2 separate regions of the Zea mays genome follow, and region 1 is linked to region 2. The links are chromatin contacts, called in public Hi-C maps. All regions are on one chromosome and are shown on one strand. Each heading gives the region's core, a stretch centred on a gene start, on an enhancer-like site or on the middle of the called end of the contact. The rest is flanking DNA. Distances are from core to core; before and after follow the strand shown. Region 1 has its middle 77 kb from the start of LOC111590139. Region 2 holds the start of LOC100276982.

Region 1 (4,282 bases), core at 1,674-4,173, 310 kb before region 2:
AACATGCGTGGTGTAACACCCCTAGTGTTACGTGAATTAAAACTATGACATGTCATCGTAAGCATTTGCATTAACTTGTCTGTTACATCTAAAATGCATTCACTAGATCAAAATTTTACAATAAGGTGATATTGTGTGTAGAGTAGAGGACTTCGTTAAGGACCTAAGCTAAACAGGAGTTGGTCATCTCTTAAGCAAGTAACAAATTGACTTGGAGTCTTAAGTGCTAAAGGTAAGTCTTAGAGCCTAGAGTGGTCTTGTTTTAGAATGATGGTCAAGTAGAAGAAGCACTTAAGGAGCTGGAATAACCTAAGCCTTAACTTGAGCTTTGCTTGGAATAGATGGTTAAGTAAAGAAAATTCTAAACCAGGACATTTTGGATATGAGCTATGTGTATCAAAGATTGGATCCTGAGCTAGAGAGTAACTTTGCTTTAGGTGGAGGGATCAGAGGGATGAGTCACTGGAAGAAACAGTAGCCACATTTGAAACCCTAAAACTAGCCCAAAAGAGGAATTCAAAATCTAGAAAGAATTTTGCAAAAGTCCATATATCAAAGTTGTGGATCTTGGAAAAGTGAATAAATTTCTTATTTGGAGAATTCCAAGTTGTGTGGAGAAATTTGGAGTAATTTGCAGAAATTCAGTTTTGGGTTCAAATTGGAACTTCTGCAATTAATATAAACTAGCCAAATTTGAACCCTTATAAATTCTGATCTATAAGCATTTTGAAGATGGTTCTTATAACAAAGTTATATAGCTATATGAGGAGTATAAGTTTGGTTAAGTCAACTAGCCCTAGCACTGTTTGGAACTTATAGAAAACCTGGTCCAAAGTAAAGCTGTCAGAAATTGTAGATTTTCAGACTTAGTGAATTCATATTCTGAATTTCAGCAATTGGAGCAAACTTTGGGCTATTGTAGTTTGGAATCCAAGAGGTTTTGGTTAATGACCACTATAGCAAACTTGTAGAATAAGTATAATAGAACAACTATTATTGTGTGTCACAGCCCTGGAACTATATACAACTAGGAGAAAAAGGTGATCCAAAGTGAGGCTGTCAGACTTTTTGAATTTCAGATTGTGAACAGTGTCTGAAATTAGATTTCTGTGTTTTGATAGCTATTTCAGAGCCTATTTGTGGCTGATCTAGAAGGTTTTGGGCTGTGATGTTTATGGAGGAAGTGAAGACCATATAATGTGGAACAACTTTCTTATAGGGTGGTGGACCTGATATCATACATAAAGTGCATAAATAGTTGCTCAAAGATTGGATTGTCAGGTTGGTTAATAACTGAATTTTAATTCAGTTCTGAACCCTGAATGGCAGCAAGTTGCCCAGTTTGGAGCTCTATGATAATTAATCTATGGAGATTTTGGTTAAGAGTTCTGTAGTAAAGTCAAAGTCCATATAAAGGGGAACAACTTTTATGCAAAGGATTGACTTGTTACTGTGTACGATTTAGAGAAAAAGGGGTGGCAAAACCCTTTGTCAGACTCTGTGGTGCTGTTTTAGATTTCTGAAACTGAATTTTCAGTGACCTTGGCTGTAAATTGGGGTACCATAACTTTTGTTCTATATGATTTCAACCATGAGTTGCTATACAAAATAGGTAGAGCTACAAGTAGAGAATAATTTTGGTGAAGGGGTAGTGGTCTGATACTAAGGGTGTGTTTGGTTTAACTTTTAGCTTTGACTTTTGCCCCCCTAAAAGCCAAAAGCCAACCAAAGGGCTGGATCCAGGAAGCAGCTTTTTCTAAAAGCCGACTTTCTTGTAGTGCAAATCTGAAAGCACCTCTGGACCTGCTTTTAGTGGCTTTTCGGATGGAACTATGAAAACATATATCGAAGGATTTTTAACGACTTTTAGTGGTTTCTACCAAACGGTTTTTAGCTTTTTAACAACTTACAGCCTACAGCAGCTTTTTCCACAGCTCACAGCCCACAGCAACTTTTTTCACAGCCACAGCCCAACCAAACAGACCCTAAAAGAAATTGGGTGATCAATGCAGCTAGACAGGGAAATGTGGAAGGGGACAGTGTTGGCCGATTCAGTAAATTCAGAGGACTGAAATTGTGTTTCAGTGATGTGTGGCCAACATCAGAGCCACATAACTTGTGATATACATATTTTGGGTCCTGGATTTTTATAGTAAACCTGAAGAGCCATGGTTGGGGAACAAATTTGTTCAATAATGATTGAGCTATCCTTGTTTGGAATAGAGAGAAAAAGGTGTTCGAACTACCTCTATCAGGCATGGAAATGCAAACCTGAATCAGTTACTGTGGATTTGGTTTAGTGTTTTTTATAGTCAAGCAGTGGCAGTTCAATTGGGATAAAAAATATCTGCAGTAAAGATCTGTATCCACTATCGATTCCAGCTACTTCTATGTCAGTTATGGATAGGAATAAGCTTTGTTGTGGGAGAGTAAGTAACATGGGATATGCCTTGCTGCCGTGTTGTTTTTTTCATTTGTCTTTACCTCTGTCCATATCCAGTGAACTGGCTGGATATTTTGGGGGTGAGCTGTGTGCTGAATTTTGGTAGTCTCACCCCTTCAAAAATATCAAGTTAAGTTTGTTTGAGTCTGCCCACAGTGAAGTTTTATTTGCTTCTGCTTCTGCCTATATCCAGTGAATAGGTGGGATATTTTAACAGTGAGCTCACCCAAGTTCAATGTTTTGAGTTGTGTCTATGAACTTGGGTGGAGGTGGTTCATGAGAGCCACGTATGGTAACCCTGTTGTGCTGACATCTTTGGGATTCCTCTTCATCGAGTTGTGGTTAAGCTTGATGGTTCCCTCCCCCTTGCTCTACATATATTCGGTGGCTGCAAACTGAATTCAGTGAAGCCCCCTTTCTACACTTAAATCTAGCCAAGGTTCTCTACATATGAGAGGTGTTCCTGGTGTCCCCAAGACTACACAGCCCCTCCCAGTCTCAAAGTGGATCTGCTCTAGAGTTCGAGCATCAGTTCCTGTGTCTGTGGTAACAACAGCCACCATCCTCCCACCTCACCGTGGCCAGGTAACTTCAAGGGTTTCCTCGGTCGAGTTGTGCATGTTTTGTGCTCTGCATAAGATAGAGAAGCTCATATGATGGTGAACAGATCTCCTTAAGAGAGTTTTGTTGGATGCTATATAAAAATTGGAGTAAAAGCTGTCTAAAGTTGGATTGTCAGGCTGGACACATAACTGAATTTTTTATTCAGTTCTGAGAACTGAATTGTAGCAGTATGCCTAGTTTGGAATTCATTTGTGACTGATTCATGGGGTTTTGGATTAAAGTTTCCATAGCAAAGCTAGAGAACATAGTAAAGAGAGTAAGTTTTGTAAAGTGAGGTGGACTTGGTTCCACATAAATTTGGGAGTAAAAGTGGCCAAAAGATGGACCGTCAGGTGTGGGGATTCAGACTTAGAATAATATTTAAGTCTGAATTTGTATGTTTTTATTCAATTTTGGGTCCTTGTGGTAATTAATCCAAGAAGAAATGGGGTAGGAATGCTATAGCAAAGTGAAAGACCATGTCAAGGAGAGCAAGTTTCATACAAAGAATGGGCTTGCTACTGTATAGAGTTGGCAGCAAAAAGGTGCCCCAAACTTCTCTATCAAAGTGGGTGCAGTGCTGTTTCAGTTCACTGAAACTGAACTTTTCTGTGATTTTGCTCTATTTTGTGGCATCATAACTTTTGATTAGTATGGTTTTAGTCTGGGATGCTATGCCAAAGTGGTAGAGCTATGTCTAGAGAATAACTTTGAGTAAATGAGTTGGGTTTGTTGTTGAGGGAATTTGTGAGTTACAAAGCACTGAACAGAGGGAGAGGAATGGAGCAATGGAGGATGAATTCAGAGAACTGAAAACAGGTTCAGTGAATTGTGGCTGATTCTTGGACACTATAACTTGTAGTACATGCAGTTTGGATCCTTTCTTAAGGCATAAATGAAGTACTTGGTTGGTTATGGAGGCAAGGTTTCCTAGTTTGGTTGGTGAATTGAGTTGTGATATTAGAGTATTTAGCTCTCTTAAGGTTTTGTTAGTTTTTGAGTGCACCTTTAGAGAGGTGTAAGTCTTGTGATGTTTTGTAGTATTTTCTTTTCAAGTTGCATAAGCATAAGTATTCATATCCATATCTTTATATGTAGAATTCCCAGAAGATGAAATTCAAGAAGTGGTTTCTGACGAGGAGTCTGCTTCAGTGCCTGCTCATCAAGTGATAGGAGCCATCTAACTGGGTATTTAATAGAGGGATCTGGAACCTCTTTACTACAATAAGGCAAGCC
Region 2 (4,879 bases), core at 2,170-4,669:
CATTGGGTGCTACGCCGAATGACAGAGGTAATTCTATCTTGCCGACGAGGAAGGTGCCCTTGCCGCCGAAGCCATATAGGCGGTTGTCCGAAGGCTTGAGTAAGCTGTGGCTGATGCCCATGCGGTCGAAGGCATGCAGGAAGATGATGTCCGCTTGGCTGCCGTTGTCAACCAGGACTTTTGTGTAGGTCCCAGCCTGCTACGCTACAGTTGATCACCATGGTGTCGACATGAGGTGCGCTGCGCAGATCAACATCTCTGGCGTCGAAGGTTAGTGGCACATGTGACCACCTCGTTTGTACCACTGGACCGGTGAGAGCGATGTGGTTAACACTCTGGTAATGATCCCTCTTCTGTCGCTTCGTTTCGAAGTCGACGCTGGACCATCCGGTGATCATGTGGATGACTCCGCGGTACGGCTGCTCGACGAAGTCTTCCTCCTTTGGTGCTTGGGGGTGATTTTGGTGGTGTGGGATCGGGTGATGCGGACGCGGAGGCGGGGGTGGAACAACTTGTACTTCCTGATGGTGCTGATATGCGTGGTTGGGTGGATGCTGGACGTGGCCGTTGTTGTATGGTTGTTGTTGTTGGTGGTGGTATGTGTGCGCGACGACTCGCTGGTTGTCGGCTGGCTGTGCTCGAGACATCCTGTCCCTAGTGGCCTTTGTTTCCGGGCAATCTCTTGTTGGGTGCGTGCAATCCTCGCCATGAAACAGGCAGTAAAATCTGCGTGGTTGCTGCGCCCGTCCACGGCCCCACCCTCTCGTGCCATTACTGCGGCCCTAGGGGGGATATTCCTGACGACGGACGACCTTGCTTGCGAGGTGCTGGTTGGCTATGTTGTGCACCTGCTGCTGACTGCGGCTGTCCCGTCTGGAGTCTGGCTGCGAAGGCCTGGTCCAGGTTCTGCTGGACTGCGGAGGGTCCTTAGGCTTTCTATGAGATTCGACCTTTCGCTGATGTAGCTATTCGGATCTGGCGTACTTCTCGAATAGCTAATATAACTCTTGGAGGTTTTTGGGTGGGTCCCTGATGCAGTGACTGTATAGGACGCTAGCCCGAAGGCTGCTGATGGCATAATGGATCGCGATGTGGTCGTCGACCGATGGCAGTTGTGACTTGAGAGTGAGGAATTTTCGGTAGTACTCCCGAAGGGTTTCCTTCTCTTGCTGCTTGCAGAGTGACAGCTCGGCCAAGGCGTCAGTATCGGGTCGGTACCCTTGGAAGTTGAGCAGGAACTTGTCCCAGAGTCCTTTCCAGGAGTCGATGGACAGTGGCGGCAACCTGGTGTACCAGGTGAGGGCCGAACCCTCGAGCGCGATGATAAAAGACTTGGCCATTGTGGCGTCATCCCTCCGGACGATGCGACGACGACTTGGTAGCTCATTATGTATTGTGCTGAGTCAGTGCTGCCGTTGTACTTGGGATAGGTCTCTGCCCTGAAGTTGGCAGGCCAAGGTGACGCTTGAAGTTGCGGAGCCAGGGGGCTTCGCTCATCCAGGTAGTTGATCCCTTGGAAAGCGGTGACATGCGGGATGAAGGGCCCGCGCTGAGGTATGAAGAGGTCTCCGGCTAGGACGCGTTGTTGGAGGGGCGGTCCGTGCTGCAGGTCATGCTGGCCTTCGCTCTGCATGAGCGCGATTTCTTGCTCGAGCTCCCGAGCTCTCTGCTCTTCGTCTCGTATCATCTGGCGCACCTTGTCCTGTGCAGTGACACGTTGGCGCTTGGCCTCGAGGATGTCTTTCTATTTTTGGAGGTTGTGGATTTTGATGCGCAGGGCCCGCAGCTGTAGCTGTTCCTTGGCTGATATGCCGATGACTTCGCCGTCTTCCATTGCGTCTTCGCCCTCTGGTGGGGCGAAGCCTGGAGGTGGTGCTTGCGGTAGTCCTCTAGAGCTGCAAGTGCGTAGGGTGCCTTCGGGGGTGGGGTGCTTCTGACGCTGTCTTTTGCTGACAGCTTCGTCTCGGAGGCTTCTTGGTGGGTGTTGTCCGCGAGGGCCTTGCCTTTTTTCTCAGCTAGCAGCGCTTCCTTCGCTGCTTCGTCGATGGATGGGGCTACCTTCGAACTAGCTCGCTTGGGTGCCATCACGGGTTGTTTGTTCGTAGCACGAACGGTGGGCGTCAAATGTTATTACTCGCCTTTCTGGACGAGTGGATCCAACGGGAGAGTGGAGTGAGTGCTTGCAAGGTTCAACGGGGAATGGCAATAGCTTGGTTAATCTGGCCTCTCAAGGGCACTGTACGGGGGTATTGATAGGTACCCAAGTGTTCACTGTCCTCTGGTAAGGACGTTTATGCCCTCGGGTACCCGGACTATCCCTAGAATATTCCCACATGGGGAGGTTACAGACCGTCATTACAGAAAAGGCTATTACAGATGAGGCCCGTAACACGTTTATCCGCGCGGGGCCCGTTACAGTGGGCCGAATCCCTCATGGGCTTCCGGGCGCGATGAGGACGTGGGACTAGCAGACTTCGTCGAAGTCTTCCCTTCGTCTTGCAATGGAGAGGACGAAGGGTGACCGCGCCAGTCATCATCCGGCCGGCGCTCTCGGCTCACTCGGGCGTGGTCTTCGTTGGTGTAGCGAGGCGACGAAGGCGTGGAGCGAAGGGTAGCGTCTTCGCCTTCGCCCCAACAGCTTGTCTACGACCTGACTAAGCGGATCACATGATGGTCAGCTGCTCCAAGCGGTAAAGGAGACCTTCCGCGATAAGCCTGGTGAAACTGAATTCAAGTTGGAGCATATATGACGTGATCTTCATCATCAACCAAAGTGGTGCATACGACATGATGACTTCGACTCTAGCGATGAGCATACGATCCGCCTCAGTGTGGAGGAGGATTATAGCTCCATATTGTCCCATAATATTGAAACACCATGCTCTATTGTGGAGGAGATAGGGCAAGAGCGCAACAAGGGTAAAGTGCTAGTAACGAGCAACAATGAAACCTCTCACAAGAAGACCAAAATGAAGCAACTCAGCAAGGCTAGCGAGAAGATAAATTAAACAAAATTATACGAACAATTAACCAAGTATGAATGAAGACATGAAAAAGATCCATACGTTGATCGTAAAAAGTTGGCTAAACAATTAAAAAATAGAAAATGAAGAAAAAAATTCGAGAAGTGTGATGACAATGATGAGTAGTAGTTTTATTTTGAACTATATATTTTTTTAATTTTTTTCATTTTATTTAATTTGTTTAATCTATACAGTTTTATTTTTTACAAGATATGATTTGTTTCATATTTTATATACTTTATTCGAATTATAGATTTTTCTTAATTATATGTTCTACGATTTATTTTGTGTTTTATTTTAAATATATGCTAGAATCCCACCGCATCCCGAAAGGCGAAAGGCCGAAAGCCCAGTCGGACCACGCCACTCCCAAACCCTAAGCTGAGCCTGTGACGCTTTCATCCAATGGTGCAAGAGCAAGACGCACCCAACGCACTTGCCTCCGACGCCGATCACCCCGCTCCGCCGCCCCGCCTCCTTTCTAAGCACCGCCCGCGTCGCCGCGCCGCTGCCCCTCGCCCGCCCCTGCCACCACCTGCGCCACCACTGCCCGCGCGTCGCCTGCCCGATCTCAGCCAGTGCCACTGCTGCGGCTTCCGCTTCCGAACGCCCCAGCCGGGGGCCAGGCCCAAGCGCCGCCCGCTCTGTCCACTCAGTTCCCTATGGCGCGTCGTCCTCCTCTGCGCCGAATGCCTCTCCCTGGTCCGCTGTGGCGCTGTATGCTCTTACTGCCTCTCCCTCGACAACCTGCCGCCCGAGGATTCCGCCGTCGTCTGTCGCCGCTGCAACCGCTATGTCCATCGATCCTGTATCCCTGCCGAACACCGCACGGCCGTGATCCAGCCGGTCGATGTGGAGGATTTCCTCTGCGTCGATTGCCGTCCCACCGTGAGATCGAAGAACGGGGGCTTCAATTTGGGGCTGAATCTGGATGCTTGCATCTGGGATCGTACATCCGTTGCCAGGGAGAACGCTCTGAGGAAGGCTGTGGAGGTGAAGCCCGCTTCTAAGCGGGGGAACGACGCTGTTGGCGGCAGTGGGTTGGTCGGAAGGGGCAGTGATGTTCCAGTTCTGCCGGACGAAGAGTTAGCTTTGCAGCTGCACCTGGCAATGAATGGATCACAGAGGATTTCACGTTCAGGTGGTGCCTCTGCCGATCCAGCCAAGGGGAAGAATGATGGGGTTGCTAGTAGGATTTGCAACACAAATCAGGATATTTGCGTAACAAATATGATGGCTCAGCTTGATGAAGAAGAACCAGGTTGCAACAGGGTATTAAAGGGCCTTAGGAATTCTGATTCCTCTGTCACAGTGGTTCTTGCGCTGGAATGTGTGAAAGGTAAACGCACTGAGGAAAGCATGAAAGCTAAAGGAAAAGGTCCTCATGTGATTACACAGAAGGATGATTTGGTGGATCCCTATAAGAAGTATAGTAAAAGGAGTTCAAGCAAATTAGCAAAAGATGAATATGTTGCAAGCCCGAAAATGTATGATGGGATGGACATAGAAGATGCTGATCATGATGGTAATGGGGTAGCTCCTATGAAATAGACTGCTTATACCATTCTGAGGTACTAATTTTTTTAATGAATTCCTTCCGTGCCATTCTGCAATGAAGTGCAGCATTTAGTGCAATTTCAATGTTGCCTGTTGGTCACTTGTTCAAGTAAATGTTACTTATATTTTACTGCAAAGATGGAAGATGTTGAAGCCACAAAATGCCATTGGTAAATGTCATCCGAGGTCAGATGATGATGCAAATCTTTATTAATCATGAAATGTCATTAAGACAATATCACACACTTAGGCAATGTAGTTCTTTCCTCATGTAGATCACTGTACCAGCTTTCTTTACT

The links. A called contact is a pair of places that touch in the nucleus more often than the background predicts.
Region 1: a contact with region 2 is called in a Hi-C map of leaf, with 6 times the contacts expected there. The contact joins the enhancer-like site here to the promoter of LOC100276982 in region 2. A contact is called at or near these places in 4 of 25 Hi-C or Micro-C datasets (ear, leaf and an unstated tissue).

What each region holds. Positions count from the first base shown.
Region 1 is chr9:54,338,687-54,342,968 of Zm-B73-REFERENCE-NAM-5.0, reverse strand. No RefSeq gene overlaps it. Among protein-coding and RNA genes, the nearest start is that of LOC111590139, 77 kb to the left of the region's middle. Within about 2 kb of position 2,923, at least 2 of the 20 cell types and tissues checked have an H3K27ac peak or open chromatin away from gene starts, as enhancers often do.
Region 2 is chr9:54,024,227-54,029,105 of Zm-B73-REFERENCE-NAM-5.0, reverse strand. LOC100276982 reads left to right here and starts at 3,419. Exons shown (of 2, transcript NM_001196143.1): 1 at 3,419-4,594. The coding sequence starts at 3,429. The coding sequence ends at 4,574.